2 separate regions of the Mus musculus genome follow, and region 2 is linked to region 1. A link is a contact called in public HiChIP or PLAC-seq data. All regions are on one chromosome and are shown on one strand. The core of a region is the stretch at or near the end of the contact, and the rest is flanking DNA. Distances in the headings are between cores, read along the strand shown.

Evidence for each region. HiChIP or PLAC-seq counts read pairs in DNA pulled down with a chosen protein or histone mark.
Region 2: an H3K27ac HiChIP or PLAC-seq map of microglia shows a contact between it and region 1, with 3 times the contacts expected there. The contact joins two enhancer-like sites. A contact is called at or near these places in 7 of 115 datasets of contacts at active chromatin or transcription factors (SST interneurons, bone marrow-derived macrophages, double positive thymocytes and 4 more).

The regions. Positions count from the first base shown.
Region 1 is chr2:165,945,921-165,953,424 of GRCm38.p6, forward strand. No RefSeq gene overlaps it. Among named protein-coding and RNA genes, the nearest start is that of Platr29, 32 kb to the right of the region's middle. Within about 2 kb of position 4,036, at least 88 of the 459 cell types and tissues checked have an H3K27ac peak or open chromatin away from gene starts, as enhancers often do. A contact at or near this core is called in microglia, where this site is marked.
Region 2 is chr2:165,830,913-165,838,416 of GRCm38.p6, forward strand. It overlaps Zmynd8 (zinc finger, MYND-type containing 8), which reads right to left. Exons shown (of 23, transcript NM_001363020.1): 8 at 6,369-6,424; 9 at 3,978-4,055; 10 at 2,397-2,512. Among named protein-coding and RNA genes, the nearest start is that of Gm11465, 47 kb to the right of the region's middle. Within about 2 kb of position 3,144, at least 31 of the 459 cell types and tissues checked have an H3K27ac peak or open chromatin away from gene starts, as enhancers often do. A contact at or near this core is called in microglia, where this site is marked.

The sequences.
Region 1 (7,504 bases), core at 2,786-5,285:
ACAGAACAAACAAACAAAAAATGTCTTAGGATTTTACTGCTGTGAACAGACACCATGACCAAGGCAACTCTTATAAAGACAACATTTATTTGGGGTTGGCTTACAGGTTCAGAGGTTCAGTCCATTACCATCAAGATGGGAACATGACAACATCCAAGCAGGTGTGGTACAAAAGGAACTGAGAGTTTTGCATCTTCATCTGAAGGCTGCTAACAGAATATTGACTTCCAGGCAGCTAGAATGAGGGTCTTAAAGCCCACACCCACAGTGACACTTCTACTCCAACAGGGCCACACCTTCTAAAAGTGCCAGCCACTGGTCTAAGCATATACAAACCATCACAGTAGATAAGTAAGTAAATAAATAAATACATGAACACATATGTGAAATAGGGCAAAGAGTAATTGAGGAAGTCACAGGCCAATGACCTTAGACTTCCACGTGCACACCCCCCCACATGGTTACACACACACATCTACACACACACTAAATCCATGATGACATCATATTGCCATGACATCCTGCTCACAGATTTAACCAATCCAGAAGCAGCAAGTCCTTCTGCCATGGCTAACCCATTCTCAGGGTCTCCAAGATTCATGCTAGCCCATCCCCAACACCTATGTAGGTTCAACATAAATGTATGCTTTCTTTCCCCCAATTAAAATGTAAAGGTGTGTGTGTGTGGGGGGATGTTCTTTAAAGTCTGGGCATGAGCCAGGTGGTGGTGGTGCATGCCTTAATCTCAGCACTTGGGAGGTGGATCTCTGAGTTCTAGGCTACTCTGGTCTATAGAGTGAGTTCCAGGACAGCCAGGGCTATACAGAGAAACCATGTCTTGAAAAACCAAAACCAAACCAAACTAACCCAAAATCTGGACATGGTGGAGGATGCCTATAATCTTGGCATTTGGGAGGTTGGGCCAGGAAAGTCCTCAAGAATGTGAAGCTAGCCTGTGCTACATATCCAGTATTAAGAATATGAAGCTAGCCTGAGCTACATATCCAGTATCAAGCCAGTCAGAGCTACATAGGGAGATCCTGTCTCAAAGCAAAATAAATACAAAACAAAATGTTTGTCAAAACTGGGTGTGTGAGCCGGGATGCCTTTAATCCCAGCACTTGGGAGGCAGAGGCAGAGGCAGAGGCAGAGGCAGAGGCAGAGGCAGAGGCAGAGGCAGAGGCAGAGGCAGAGGCAGAGGCAGAGGCAGAGGCAGAGGCAGAGGCAGAGGCAGAGGCAGAGGCAGAGGCAGAGGCAGAGGCAGAGGCAGAGGCAGGCAGATTTCTGAGTTCAAGGTCAGCCTGGTCTACAAAGTGAGTTCCAGGACAGCCAGGGCTACACAGAGAAACCCTGTCTCAAAAACACAAAAACAAAACAAAAAAATGGGTGTGTAACTTAGTGTTAGAATGCTCATCCAGTATGCATGGAGTCCTGAGTCCCATCTCCAGTATTAGATCTCATTTTGTGTGTGCTTGTGTGCCTGTGCATATGTGTGTGTTTGGGTACATGTGGGGGCATCTATGTCCCATAGTGCATTTGTGGGGTTCAGGTGTTGGTTTTCTCCTTCACGATGTGGTGGCCAGGGACTGAGCTCAGGTTACCAGGCTTGGTGGCAAGTGTCTTCATCTGATGAATCGTCTCACCAGACTCCAACACAGACTTTTTTTTTTTGTTTTTGTTTTTTCAAGACAGGGTTTCTCTGTGTAGCCCTGGCTGTCCTGGAACTTGGAACTCACTTTGTAGACCAGGCTGGCCTCAAACTCAGAAATCCACCTGCCTCTGCCTCCCGAGTGCTGGGATTAAAGGCGTGCGCCACCACGCCTGGTACAGACTTTTTAAAAATAGCTCTTAGACATGGGATCAGCAGACAAACTTCCTTTTTCCTCTTTTGGCTTTTGTGAGGCAGTCTTATGTAGCTCAGGCTAGCCTCACACTCCTGCTTCTACCTCTCAAAAGCTGGCATGAAATGGGTATACCACCATGTCTAACTTCATTCATTTTGTTTGTTCTTGAGACAGGGTCCAATTTAAGGGTGGTTGGCTTGTAATAATTCCAAAAGGTCCTCCACCTCGGGTTCTTCAGCTCTGGTACCCTCGTCCAGAGCCATTATGCTGGCTGGCAGCCATATTTCCTTTTGCTACTTATTGCACTGAAAGAGCAGCAGGAACCTCTGCTGGCCCCAGACCTCTTTCTGTCTAGAATTTTCAACAGTTCAATAAACCCCTCTCTTTCAGAGATTCTGTGGTTCCTAATAGCCCTTAGCCTTTTGGGGGCCCCTCTTCTTCCTGACTGCAAAGCCTCTTTCACTTCCTTAAACACCACTGAGCCCCTTCTGGTTTGTTCTGGTCTCATCAGAGAACTCACAGATCTCTGTGAGATCAAGGCTGAGTGGGGCTGCATGGTGAGACCCTTACACACACACATACACACACACAAGCTTTTGGGGCTGAAAAGATGGCTCAAGCTACATCCCTAATACTTATGTAAAAGTCAGGAGGCATGGTAGTGCTTATATGGAACACCAGCTTGGGAAGGTGGGGATCCAAACAGATGAATCTCCAGCTCACTCCTCACTGGCTGTCTCCTCAGTGTAGTGAATGAGAAAGATCCAGGCTCAGAGAGAGCAGCCACTGTCAGAGAGAGAGAGAGAATGAGGGAGGGAGGGAGGGAGGGAGGGAGGGGGGAGGGGGAGGGGAAGGGGGAAGGGAGGGGGGTGGGGGGAGGGGGGGAGGGAGAGAGAAAGAGAGAGAGAGAGATCCAGTGTGTACTTGTGCTCGCATGAGTGTGCGCATACACACACACACACACACACACACACACACACACACGGTTTTTCACTGCTCCAGTGTGCAGTCTCCATAGCAAAGTTTTCCAAGTTCCAGATGCCATTGTGCAGCAGGAGTGAGGGCCACAGCTGGGTGAGCGTCTCCTTGACCTGCTTGTTCATGCAGGGCTAGGGACCTGTGGGTTTACTTACTCAGTTGACCACAGTGTCAGTCCTATGGTGACCAAGTCCTTGAAGCTAGCATGCAGTGTGAACAGGGCTATGCACAATGAACCTGACTGCAAATGCAAATCCTAATACTTAACTAGACCTGAAACCTCAGCACTTGAGAAGCACAGGGAGGGCTGGAGAGATGGCTCAGAGGTTAGGAGCACTGACTGCTCTTCCACAGGTCCTGAGTTCAATTCCCAGCAACCACATGGTGGCTCACAACCATCTGTAATGGGGATCTGATGCCTTCTTCTGGTGTGTCTGAAGACAGCGACAGTGTACTCATATAAATAAAATAAATCTTTTTTTAAAAAAGGAGAGAGGGCTGGCAAGATGGCTCAGTGGTTAAGAGCGCCGACTGCTCTTCTGAAGGTCCCGAGTTCAAATCCCAGCAACCACATGGTGGCTCACAACCATCCGTAACAAAATCTGATGCCCTCTTCTGGAGTGTCTGATAACAGCTACAGTGTACTTACATATAATAAATAAATAAATAAATAAATAAAAATAAAAAATAAATAAATAAATAAAAAAGGAGAGAGAGAGAGAGGCACAGGGAGGAGCATTGGGGGCTAGCCTCAGCTACACGAAGAGTTGGAAGCCAACCTAGACTACATAAGAGTGTCTCGAAGAAGAAGAAGAAGAAGAAGAAGAAGAAGAAGAAGAAGAAGGAGAAGGAGGAGGAGGAGGAGGAGGAGGAGGAGGAGGAGGAGGAGGAGAAGAAGAAGAAGAAGGAGGAGAGAAGAAGAGAGAAAGAAAGAGAGAGTTAGATTAGATTGTCCTTTGGCTGAGACTGCCTAACACCTCACCATGACTGAGCTCTAGTGCCCAGTCCTCACACGGTGGGGGGCATGTCTTCTTTCTTTCCCTTTCCTAAAGTGGGAACCACAGAAACTGGAAGTGGCTTGTGCTTCTCTCCACTCCTGGTCCCTGAGAGCCCCTCACGTGTTTCCTATCAGAGAAACTTCCCTCCACCTCTCTGTCAGCAGGAAGCCCAGAGGCGGAGCCTGAGGGGGGCCTGAGGTCTTGGGTTGGCAGAAACAGGTTCCTGAGAGGCTCTGGTGGGGGAGATGAGGAAGCCAGGTGGGGAAAGAGAGAAAGTCACCACAGATGTGAGAAAGAGAGGCATCCTGGAGAGCAACAGGGTAAGAGCTGAGGGGACTTTGTGAGGTAGGTGGCACTTGGCCTGAAGGACCTCATAGGGCTTGTGGGATGGCTCAGCAATTGAGAGCACTTGTTCTTCCAGAAAACCCAGGTTCACTTGGTGGCACTACCTGGTAACTCCAGTGTCTGATGCTTTCTTCACATCTGTGAGCACCAAGCACTCACCTGGTGCACATACCTGTGGAATATGCACACTCACAAACAGACTGAGAGATAGATAGATAGATAGGTAGGTAGGTAGGTAGATAGATAGGTAGGTAGGTAGGTAGGTAGGTAGGTAGATAGATAGATAGATAGATAGATAGATAGATAGATAGATAGATAGATAGATAGATAGATAGATAGATAAGAGTCAGGCAGTGGCAGCTCACACTAATGCCAGCATTAGGGAGGCAGAAGCAGGTGGATCTCTGAGTTCAAGGCTAGCCTGGTTTACAGAGGGAGTTCCAGGACAGCCAGGATTATACAGAGAAACCCTGGAGAGAGAGAGAGAGAGAGAGAGAGAGAGAGAGAGAGAGAGAGAGAGAGAGAGAAGGAGAAGAAGGAGAAGAAGGAGGAGGAGGAGGAGGAGGAGAAGAAGAAGAAGAAGAAGAAGAAGAAGAAGAAGAAGAAGAAGAAGAAGAAGAAGAAGAAGAAGAAGAAGAAGAGAGAGAAAAAAAAGAAAAGAATGGGCCCCATATCGTGTTGTGCTTGGCAAAGTCCATGCTTATCTGAGAATATCCTCAGGTAGAGAATTTCAGGTACACATGAGTCCCCAGACCTTTTGCTGACAACCATGTGTGTGTATTTTATTGTCTTTATAACAAAATCAGTTCAGAACTGTATCTCTCTCTCTCTCTCTCTCTCTCTCTCTCTCTCTCTCTCACACACACACACACACACACACACACTCCTCCAAGCTTTTCTCTTATGTATGGATGCTTTATCTTCATGTATGTATGTGCACCACATGTGTGTCTGATGCCCTAGGAGGTTAGAAAAGGGCATCGAGTCTCCTGGATCTGGAGTTACAGACAGTTGTGAGCTGCCACACGTGAGGGCTGGAACTAGAACCCATGTCCTCTGGAAGAGCAGCCAGGGTTCTTAACCACTGAGCCACTGTGCACATCTCATGATAGCCAGAATCCTTAGCCTTAGATCTGCAGTTGAGCTCAACACAATGAAGTTTTGGCAAAATCTTCTTTGTAAGCCGGGCGTGGTGGCGCACGCCTTTAATCCCAGCACTTGGGAGGTAGAGGCAGGCGGATTTCTGAGTTCGAGGCCAGCCTGGTCTACAACGTGAGTTCCAGGACAGCCAGAGCTATACAGAGAAACCCTGTCTCGAAAAACCAAAAAAAAAAAAAAAATCTTCTTTGTAGTTTACTCTTTATGCAGAAAATAGGCTTGGTGTGCCCCCAGTAGCCACTACATTTGCCCTTTTGCGGGGTACCATATTTCTTGCAGAAAGTCTGGCAGGTTTTAGAAATAGCCACGATGTCTGCAGGCACCCTATCAGCCTTCTGCCACGGGGCGCCGGAAGCTCCCACTACTGCGGCCAGGTTGGCAGTGTTCCACGCACAGCACTGAAGACCACAGCCTCTGCCTGGCTCCCAGCTGCTGCAGGGGAGAGCCATACCCGTGAGCAACACTTTCTGAGACTTGGAGCCCATGCTTCGCTCCTGAAATTCCTTTTTTGGTGTTTGTTTTGGGTTTTGGTTTGAGACAGATTTTCGTGTAACTTGGGCTGGGTTTGAACTCACTACTTAGCTCAGAGTGACCCCGTACTTAACATCTATGGCATCCAGCTTGCCAGGGCTGGAATTACAGATAAGGCTACCACACCCAGTTTAATATAAAGCCCTGGTTTCCAGTGTGCTTACCTCACAAGCCTGGTTCCTTCCACAGGACCTATGAAAGGTGGGAGGAGAAAGCTGGATCCACAAAGTTGTCCTCTGGCCGGGTAGTGGTAGTGGATGCCTTTAATCCCAGCACTCAGGAGGCAGAGGCAGGGGGGTCTTCATGAGCTGGAAGCCAGCCTGATCTATAGATGGAGCTCCAGGAAAGTCAGGGCTACACAGAGAAAGCCTGTCTTGAAAACAGACAGACAGGCAGACAGGCAGACAGAGTTGTTCTGACCTCCACATACTTGGTGTGGTACCGGAAACACACACGCACACACACACCTGCAAAAAAAGATAAATACTGTGAGGCCTTGTGGCCTCTGCATGTGTGCATACATCTGCACACTCAGGAGCACACATACAACACACACAAATATAAAACACCTTTAGGAAGGCATAGAGAAGGGGCCTGAGAGATGGGTGGGTGAAGGAGCTTTTTGCCAAGTCTGATGACTTGAGTGCAATTCCCAGGATCTATGTGGTGGAAGGAAAGAACTGACTTCTGAAGGTTATCCCTGACCCCCACATGCTCAGGAAAGCACCCCCCCACCCCACCCCTCCCCTCACATAATCAAGAGGACCTGAGTTCAGCCATGTAAGGAACTGTACACAGTGGTGTGTGTTTATAATCCCGGGGTTGGGGAGGTGAAGACAGGAGGATCCCCTGGAGTTTACTGACCAGGTAGTGAGGCCAAATTGGTGAGTTCCAGGTTCACCGGAAGACTATGTATAAAAAACAAACAAACAAATAAAGCTAAACATGATAGAGGAAGATGTTGGATACTGACCTCTGACCAAACACACACACACACACACACACACACACACACACACACACACACACACACACACATTCACTCACATGCACAGAGATCAAGGTTAGCCTCTCAGTGTTCTTCAAGCCAGTGGCTCTTGGAGTTATGGTCCTCTGTTGTCCTTAGCAGAGCTGGTGGCTGTACTTTCTTAGCCACCGGGGCCTCCAATTTAAAGCCTTTCTTTATATTCAGTCTACTTGCTCTCTCTGTGATCCAGGAAGGCTACCATTACATTTCCATAGAGGCTGTGGTAATTAATAGTGGTGGTAAGATTTAATGAAAGAGGGAATTAGGATCCAGCCCCTGGCTGCTTTCACAGAAGGCCACGCTAACAAGCACTAAAGGCCTGACAGGGAGCTGCTCTCTGCTCCAAGGAAGCCTCCCACCTACCCCACACCCTGACATCTCCCTGGAGACTGTTCTGTACAGCAAGTGCCTGCTCTCTCCCAGTGTTCGAGGCCTCTCGGGGATGCTCTGAGTACAAACCCTAGTAGTCCAAGTCCAAGACAGAGATTTACAGGAAGCAGGGCATATTTATCACCCCCAGCACTCAAAAGGCAGAGGCAAGGGGATTATCAAGAGGTTGAGGCTAGCCTGATCTACATGGAGTTTTAGACCAGCCAGCCAGGGTTTCATAGGGAGACTTTATG
Region 2 (7,504 bases), core at 1,894-4,393, 120 kb before region 1:
AGCCTCCCATGACCGCTGCTGGAGGCCCTATGGGTTCAAACTCAGACCGATCACCTTGACCTCCCAGTAGAGGGCTCTGGGCTGTCACTTAGCCTGACCCGCCTCACTTTGGGGCCCCCAATCGAAGAGTCTATTGTCGGGCACTCTCGGGTCCCCATATCACCGTTTTTCCTCACATCTCTGCGAAGGAGGCTGCAGATGAGGCCGCCTGGAGTGACTAAGACTGTCTAGGGACAGGTGTGGTGGCGCACACCCTTGGTCCAGCACAGGGGGTGGGGCAGAGGCAGGCGAATTTCTGAGTGTTTGAGGCCAGGCTGGTCTATATAGGAATTCCACAGATTAGCCAGGGCCACACAGAGAGATCCTGTCCCAAACAACCAAGCAAACAAACATAAGTCTACCATAACCAAGGCTATCACAAACAACAACAACAACAAAAAAAAACCCTGTCTGGGGAGAGATGGGGGCTCACCCAGAACCAAGAATTCTCCTGGGAAGAGTGTGCACCCCAGTTCCTTCAGATGGGGATACCTTAGGCCTCCAAAGTGTTGGCATTAAGGTACTGTTCACACAACCACAGTGGGGCCACCGTGCCTAAAAGCAACCCACCAGATTAGCACAGGAGAGTCTTAACCCATTAAGATGGCGAACACCTCAAATGCTCTTCGAGGAGCCGGCTAAGGCACAGCCAGCCGCCAGCTCCTCCTGCTCTAAAAACAGAAAGCAAATTCTTACTTGCCTCTCCCCAGAGCACCCAGTTCAAACCACTAATTACAGCCCAGGCTCCAGACACAGCCCTTCACTGGGCGCTGCCCATCTAGCCAGGTCCACCAGGGCCTTCATACCAAGCATTTCCTACAGATGGGAGACAGGGAGCCTAGCTTGGACAAGTGTCTGCCTGCGTGCTGAAGCAATGCACCATGGGAGAGAGCCCGAGGGAGCACATTCCTTTAACTGAAGGAATGCTGACATTCGGGATGAATTCTACCAGGACAGGGTGGGGAGAGGGCTTGCCTAGCCTACAGGAAGCCTGGGATCCATCCCCAACAACACACTACCAGGTGTCTAGGTGTACGCCTGGAATTTCTGCACTCAGGATGTGGGCAAAGAAGATCAGGAGTCCAACATAAAACAAGTTGAGACCAGTTGAAGCTACATGAGCCCCTCCCCCCACAGACGGGGGAGTGGTGGTGGGAAAATTAAACTGTGCTGCACCCCGCCAAAGCCAGTATTACCTCAAGAACTCACCTATTCTCCTGACAGGGGGAACCACTGGAATTTCTGTAAGAAACTCAATCTCTCTAATATTGAGATTTTTCATTTCTTTTTTGCTTTGATTCATCAGCCAAGCACGTGACAGAGTGAGCATGCTAATTCAGATGCCGATTATCACAAAAAAAAAATCTATTTTCTGTGCGGCACATGAGTTTAACCCCTACTGCATTCCTACATCTTCTCAAGATGCGGGGGTGGGGCCATACTCCCAAGGAACCTTTGCTTCATTTAATCCCGAGGGAATTTGCATGGTAAGTGGTGTCTCTGACTACCTGGTGTTCACAGGCAGACGGGGCGCCAAGCAAAGGGAGCTACTGGAGCGACTCCATAACTCCACTCAGCCTGTGCAGGAAGGAAAGGGGAGGCTGGGGAGGCTGGGAGGGAGGGTTTGAGTCTGTCAAAACATCATCCCCTCTGTCACTTCCCAGTTTAGATACACAGGAAGGCGGATGAGGAGGGGAGGTACTCCATCTTATGCTAGGAGCTTCGTTTAGTGGCAAACTGGGAAACGACCTCAGGGTCCTGAAAGCATTACTTTTAAAAGCGGTTTGCACAGAGGTGTTCATTTACTCCAGGAAGACAGAAGGGATAAATAAGTCTACATCAAACAGCAGGCCACAGAGCCACGGAACTCCTTCTGAAGCCAGATCCAACCAAGAGAACCAGGGAGGCGAGGTTCTTTCCCAACACGCCTGAAGCTAACCCTCCAAAACACCTGGACGAAGCCCCCCCTCACCAAGCTTGGCAGACAACCAGAAAACATTTTGCAATAACAAGGTCACAGGCTGCTAAGACAATATATAAAAACAATAGCCGTAGTCACTAGTGATAAAAGGTAGAGTTCGGGCTGGTGAGATGGCTCAGTGGTTAAGAGCGCTGACTGCTCTTCCAAAGGTCCTGAGTTCAAATCCCAGCGACCACATGGTGGCTCACCACCACCCGTAATGAAACCTGATGCTCTCTTCTGGAGTGGCTGAAGACAGCTACAGCGTACTTACATATAATAAATAAATAAATAAAGGTAGAGTTCGCTTTTAAGAACAACACAGTACCCCTCCGCCACCTTCACTCTGTGATGGCATTCTCCAAAGTTCCACGCACAGCCTGTTTTAAGCTCCCACCTGTCATGTTGTCCAAAGAAACGGGCGTCAACCTGCCCGTCTTTGTCCCTCAGAGCTTTCGCTGGCCAGAATGGAAATCCTTTCAGTTTTGCCCAGACCAAAGGGTGCGGATTGCTCTAGAAGAACAACAAAAGGCAGGGTTGGCGTTATATTTGGCAGCAAGACACACATTCAAGTCTGAAAGGTAACCTGAACGCAGGGAGGCAGGGAGGGCACAGCCCTGTGCTGATTAATTAGGCTTCCGTCAACCTGGCACAAGCAGAGTCATCTGGGAAGAGGGAACCTCAAGTAAGAAACAGCCTCCGTCGGACAGGCCTGTAGACAGAGCTGGAGGGCGTTTCCTTGATTGACATCTGTTGTGGGCGGGTCCAAGCCGCTGCTGGGCAGGTGGTCCTGGGTGTATTTACAAAGCAAGCTATGCAGGCCCTGAGAAGCAAGGCGGAGTGAGCCGATCTCCTCCAGGTCCTGTCTTAAGTTCCCTGGATAAAGGACTATATAAGCTAGAAGATGAAATTTACCCATGCCTCCCCAAGCTGCTGCAGGCCTGGGTGTTTATCACAGTAATTAGAAAGCAAAATAGGACATGAGCCAGGCAAGCAAGGGGACCCCCGGCAGGCGTGTAGCCTGAACAGCGCCTGCGCGAAGCTGAAAGCTAAAAGAGTGAATAAGGCTTGGGTCCTGGCTGACCCAAAAAGTCCACCTCCTTAGGCACCGCAGAAACAGTCACCACCTACTCTGTGCTAAGTTTGTACAAAATGTGGAGTTACACAAAAGTAAGAAGCTGCAGGAGCCATACTGTGTGCTGGGGCTCCCCCAAGCTTTAGCTCCACTGGTGTTTATCTCCAGAGGCAAGGAGAGGCCTGAGCCATCCTTTACTTAGCCGGTCTTGCCTGTTCGAACCCTCCACGCCACCGCTCTCTCCACCTCACCATGCCCAACTCTGGAGACCAGTGGTTCTCAACCTGTGGGTCTCGGCTCCCCTAAGGTCAATGGAAAATATAATTTTACTCTATGATCCATAACGGCAGCAAAATTACAGTTAGGAGATAGCAGCAAAACGTTTTTACGGCTAAAGGAACTGTACCAAAGGCTCACAGCATTGGGAAGGCTGGAAACCATTGCTTAAAACGTACTGGATTTGGTCAACGCCCAACACTGTCGAAGAAGAGTTTACCACATAGCTTTGCACTTCCATAAACCAACGATCTCTCTGGAGAGACAGACAGTCCCCCAGGGATGTGTATCTAGGGTCTTAAAACAGGAACTAACCAGACTTTATTTCAAATGACACAGCAAGCTGCAGCTGCGGTTCTGACACATCCTATGGTCTGCACCCCAATTGTCACAGTCCCCCTCGACAGTCAACCCAGTTACCAGGACACTTAATTCTGGAACAAAACGGTTCCGCCCAAGAGGCCGCCAAAGCCTGCTCAGTTCCCCTCCGCCCTGACTTTTTCAGAACAACTTCCATTAGAGCTTCCCAGTCTCGTCTCGTAAGTCCCCGGAGAGGGTCATCTCGGTGTAGCCACCAAAGGCACCAGAGTTTCCAAAAGTGAAACCAAAGAACGGGATCCAACTTACACAGGGCTCACAGAACCAGTTGTCTCGTTTTTGGCAAGCTGCAAGATAACATTCTGGACAGACTTCGATTTCATTCATCTGTAAAGAGAAAGATACATTAGAGTGTGGGGTCCCCGGGGCCTCCCATCTGGAAGCCCTACTAAGAGTGTGGGGCTCCCGGGGGTCCCCCATCTGGAAGCCCTACTAAATCCCCGACCCCTTTCCGTGCTTGGACTTTCATTTCAAGATCAGATTTTCTTCTTTTAGTTCTTCTTCTGTTTTTTTGGTTTTTGGTTTTTCAAGACAGGGTTTCTCTGTATAGCTCTGGCTGTCCTAGAACTCACTTTGTAGACCAGGCTGGCCTCGAACTCAGAAATCCACCTGCCTCTGCCTCCCGAGTGCTGGGATTAAAGGCGTGCACCACCACGCCCGGCTAGTTCTTCTTTTGTATTACAGGGCAGGCAGAGAGCGGCAGAATCTTGCCAGGTAGCTCAGGCTGGCCTCAAAGTGACCAAGAGAGTCTCCTGCCTCCGCCTCCCAAGTGCTGAGACCATAGGTTCACAACAGTACACACTCAGTTTGCTGACTGACTAATAACAACCAGGACATCAGCCACACCATGGCTGTCCTGCCCACCTTTAAGATGATATTCAAACAGGTGGACAGCACAGCTTAGAACCCACCAATGGTCTCACCTAAAGTCAAAGTTTACCCCGGACAAGCCCAGAGGCTTCAGAAAACAAGCCGCACATGACTCTGGGCCTGCACCACTTCATAGGTGGTCCAGGATGATGCACCACACACACAGAATCCACACAGCAGCTAACTCCACAGACTGAGCCCTACTGAGATATCCTGTGGTATCTACGGTCACGACACCTTAACACAACCAAGCCTACGTCTTCCACGCCTGAGTGTCTATTTACTTCTCACAGTGGGACAAGGTCAGACCACGATCATCTCATTTTAACTGCAGAAAGGGATGAAGCCCTAAAAATTCAAATATCCTACTGAGGGTCCCCTGTGGCAGAGAGAGGTAGGGCAGGGAATTGAACCCGGGCAGTGGATCTCTAAAGCCTGTGTCTCCTCAACATACTTAGCAGCTATTATTTTCCCGGTATTGGCGCTCTCACATTGCTCCTTGCCTCCTGATGCCATGCAGGGCCCATGTATGTAGCAGGTGATCTGCTACATCGTCATTCCTCAGCCCACATCCGTCCGCCTGAGCTAGTGTAACTAGGGACTGAAGTGGGAGGGAGCACTGTACCCCTCCTTCCAAAGGATAAGAGTGAGGGGTGCGTCAAGGCTTGCTGCCAACGCAATACAACCAGAAAGGACAGTGAAATGTTACTGTCTGCTGATCACCTGCAGGAAATACACACAGACGTATACTTTTTAAATTTACATAGATGGGCTGGAGAGGTGGCTCAGAGGTTAAAGGCACCTGATGTTCTTGCAGACAACATGGGTTCAGTTCCCAGCACCCACCTCAGGAAGCTTGAAAGCACAGGTAACTCCATTTCTAAGAGCATGGCCTCTGGTCCCTTCAGGCATCTGGATACTCATGATGGACATAAATACAAAGGTACCCATAAACACAATGAAGGAATGAAGGAATGAATGAATGAGCGAGTAAATGAATGAGTGAATGAATCTTTTACAAAGATAGGCCCTTCCTGTGCTGAAAGAACACACAGTTTCACACACTTGCACCCAGGTAGGTGTCCACACTGACATAGCTATCCTGGAAGCAGTCAGAAAATTGCCACCAACTAGTAGAAAGGCCCCATCTCTTGACATCATTGACATGCTGTTATCTGGGAATTTCATGCCTGAGAACCACACAATCAAGTTAGATGAGGGGGGGTGGAAACCCACCACGGCCGAGCAATGTGGCAGGAATGGTGGCATAGTGGTTACACCTCTACTCCCGGCACTACAGAGGCAGAGGCCAGCCCAACCTATGCAGCAAGTTCAAGGCTAGTCAGGATGTATAATGAGACCCCATTGAAAGAAAGAAAGAAAGAAAGAAAGAAAGAAAGAAGGGAGGGAGGGAGGGAGGGAGGGAGGGAGGGAGGGAGGGAGGGAGGGAGGGAAAGAGGAAAAAGGAGGAAGGGCTGGAGCCTTCCTTTGTGAATGATGTCATCGGCTACCTAACTCAATCCCAACTGTAGACGCCAAGGTCACACCAGACAAACTGACAAAGACTGGATTCCCTGCACAATTTCCTAAAGATTATTCCCATCTTCACTGCTGAACTAAGGGGCTCCTCCTGTAACACTGGGGTTCCCTCTTTCCTGCTCTGATGTTGCTTGAAGAGACATGATGCCATGCATGATACAGTGCACACAAAAGTCACTGCAGCCACCCACTGGGGTGCCCTGCCTCTAGGAGAGCCCCCAAACCGCGTACCTCGTGCTCACAGATTTTGATGACGACTTTTGCTATTTGCGTCAACTTGTGATTTCCTAAGGGAATAAGAAAAGAGGATTACTTCACAGGCAACCAGTAACCAGGAAACAGCCTGCCTCAGGGTTACACACTCACATTAGCGATATTTTAATTTGTTCCCCTCCCCGTAAGATTCACCATTTAAAGGCTGAAACTTATCTATCAAGGACCAAGCTTTGCCAGCATCTTGCAACTGAGTAGCTGGTGTGGAATTCCGTAGATAAATTACCTCAAGTACTCTGACATTCTAAAGGCTAGAATTAGCAGAAAGCCTTTACTTAACCCTGTAATTTCAGTACACCATGGCCAGGAAGGATGGCTGGTGCCTCCCTAAGATTCCACCTGAAACTATAGAAAAACAGGTGAGATGGTTCTCATTTACTTAATGACTATTGAGTCAAAATCCAGAGTCCCTGCCTCTACCAGAACTCTTAGCTAACGAGCTGGGCATCAGGCAAAGATGTGACGCCGAGCCTCTCTCCCCTGCACCAATGCAGAGAGATCAGGATGGCCAAAGGGCTATGGTCTATCTGATCCTGATAGCCATTTTCAGAAGCTGTCAATTTGTTGGGCTGAGGAGATGGTCTCATCAGTATAGTGCTAGCCTTGAAAGGCTAAGGACTCAATGGCCAGTCACTCTAGCCTAACAGGCCAGCTCCAAGCCTGAGCGACACGGTCCCACAAGACAACCAGAGACCAAGGTGGAGGGTTTCTGAGGTTGACCTCAAGCCTCACACACACATACAGGCGTGTGCACACACACACAGGTGCATGCCCCCTCCCCTGGCAGGCACATACAGGAATGTGCACTCATTGAGTATGCATGTATCCATACCTACACATAACACATTGCCATGGCAAGTAAACAAACAATGCACAGGAAGGGGCCTTTAACGGTGGCCTCCGCAGACCTGCAGGGATCTCCCATCCTCCATCCAGCCCACACCACACTGGCCATCCTGGCTGGAGTTAAGTGTTGTGTTCCTCCACCTGAGCCCATTTCCATTTGTATGACGTAATAAACAACTCTCCATCAGGTGTGTCCCCTCAGTTCACTCTCTAAGTGTTTTTCGGCAGAGCCTGCAGCTCACTCATCC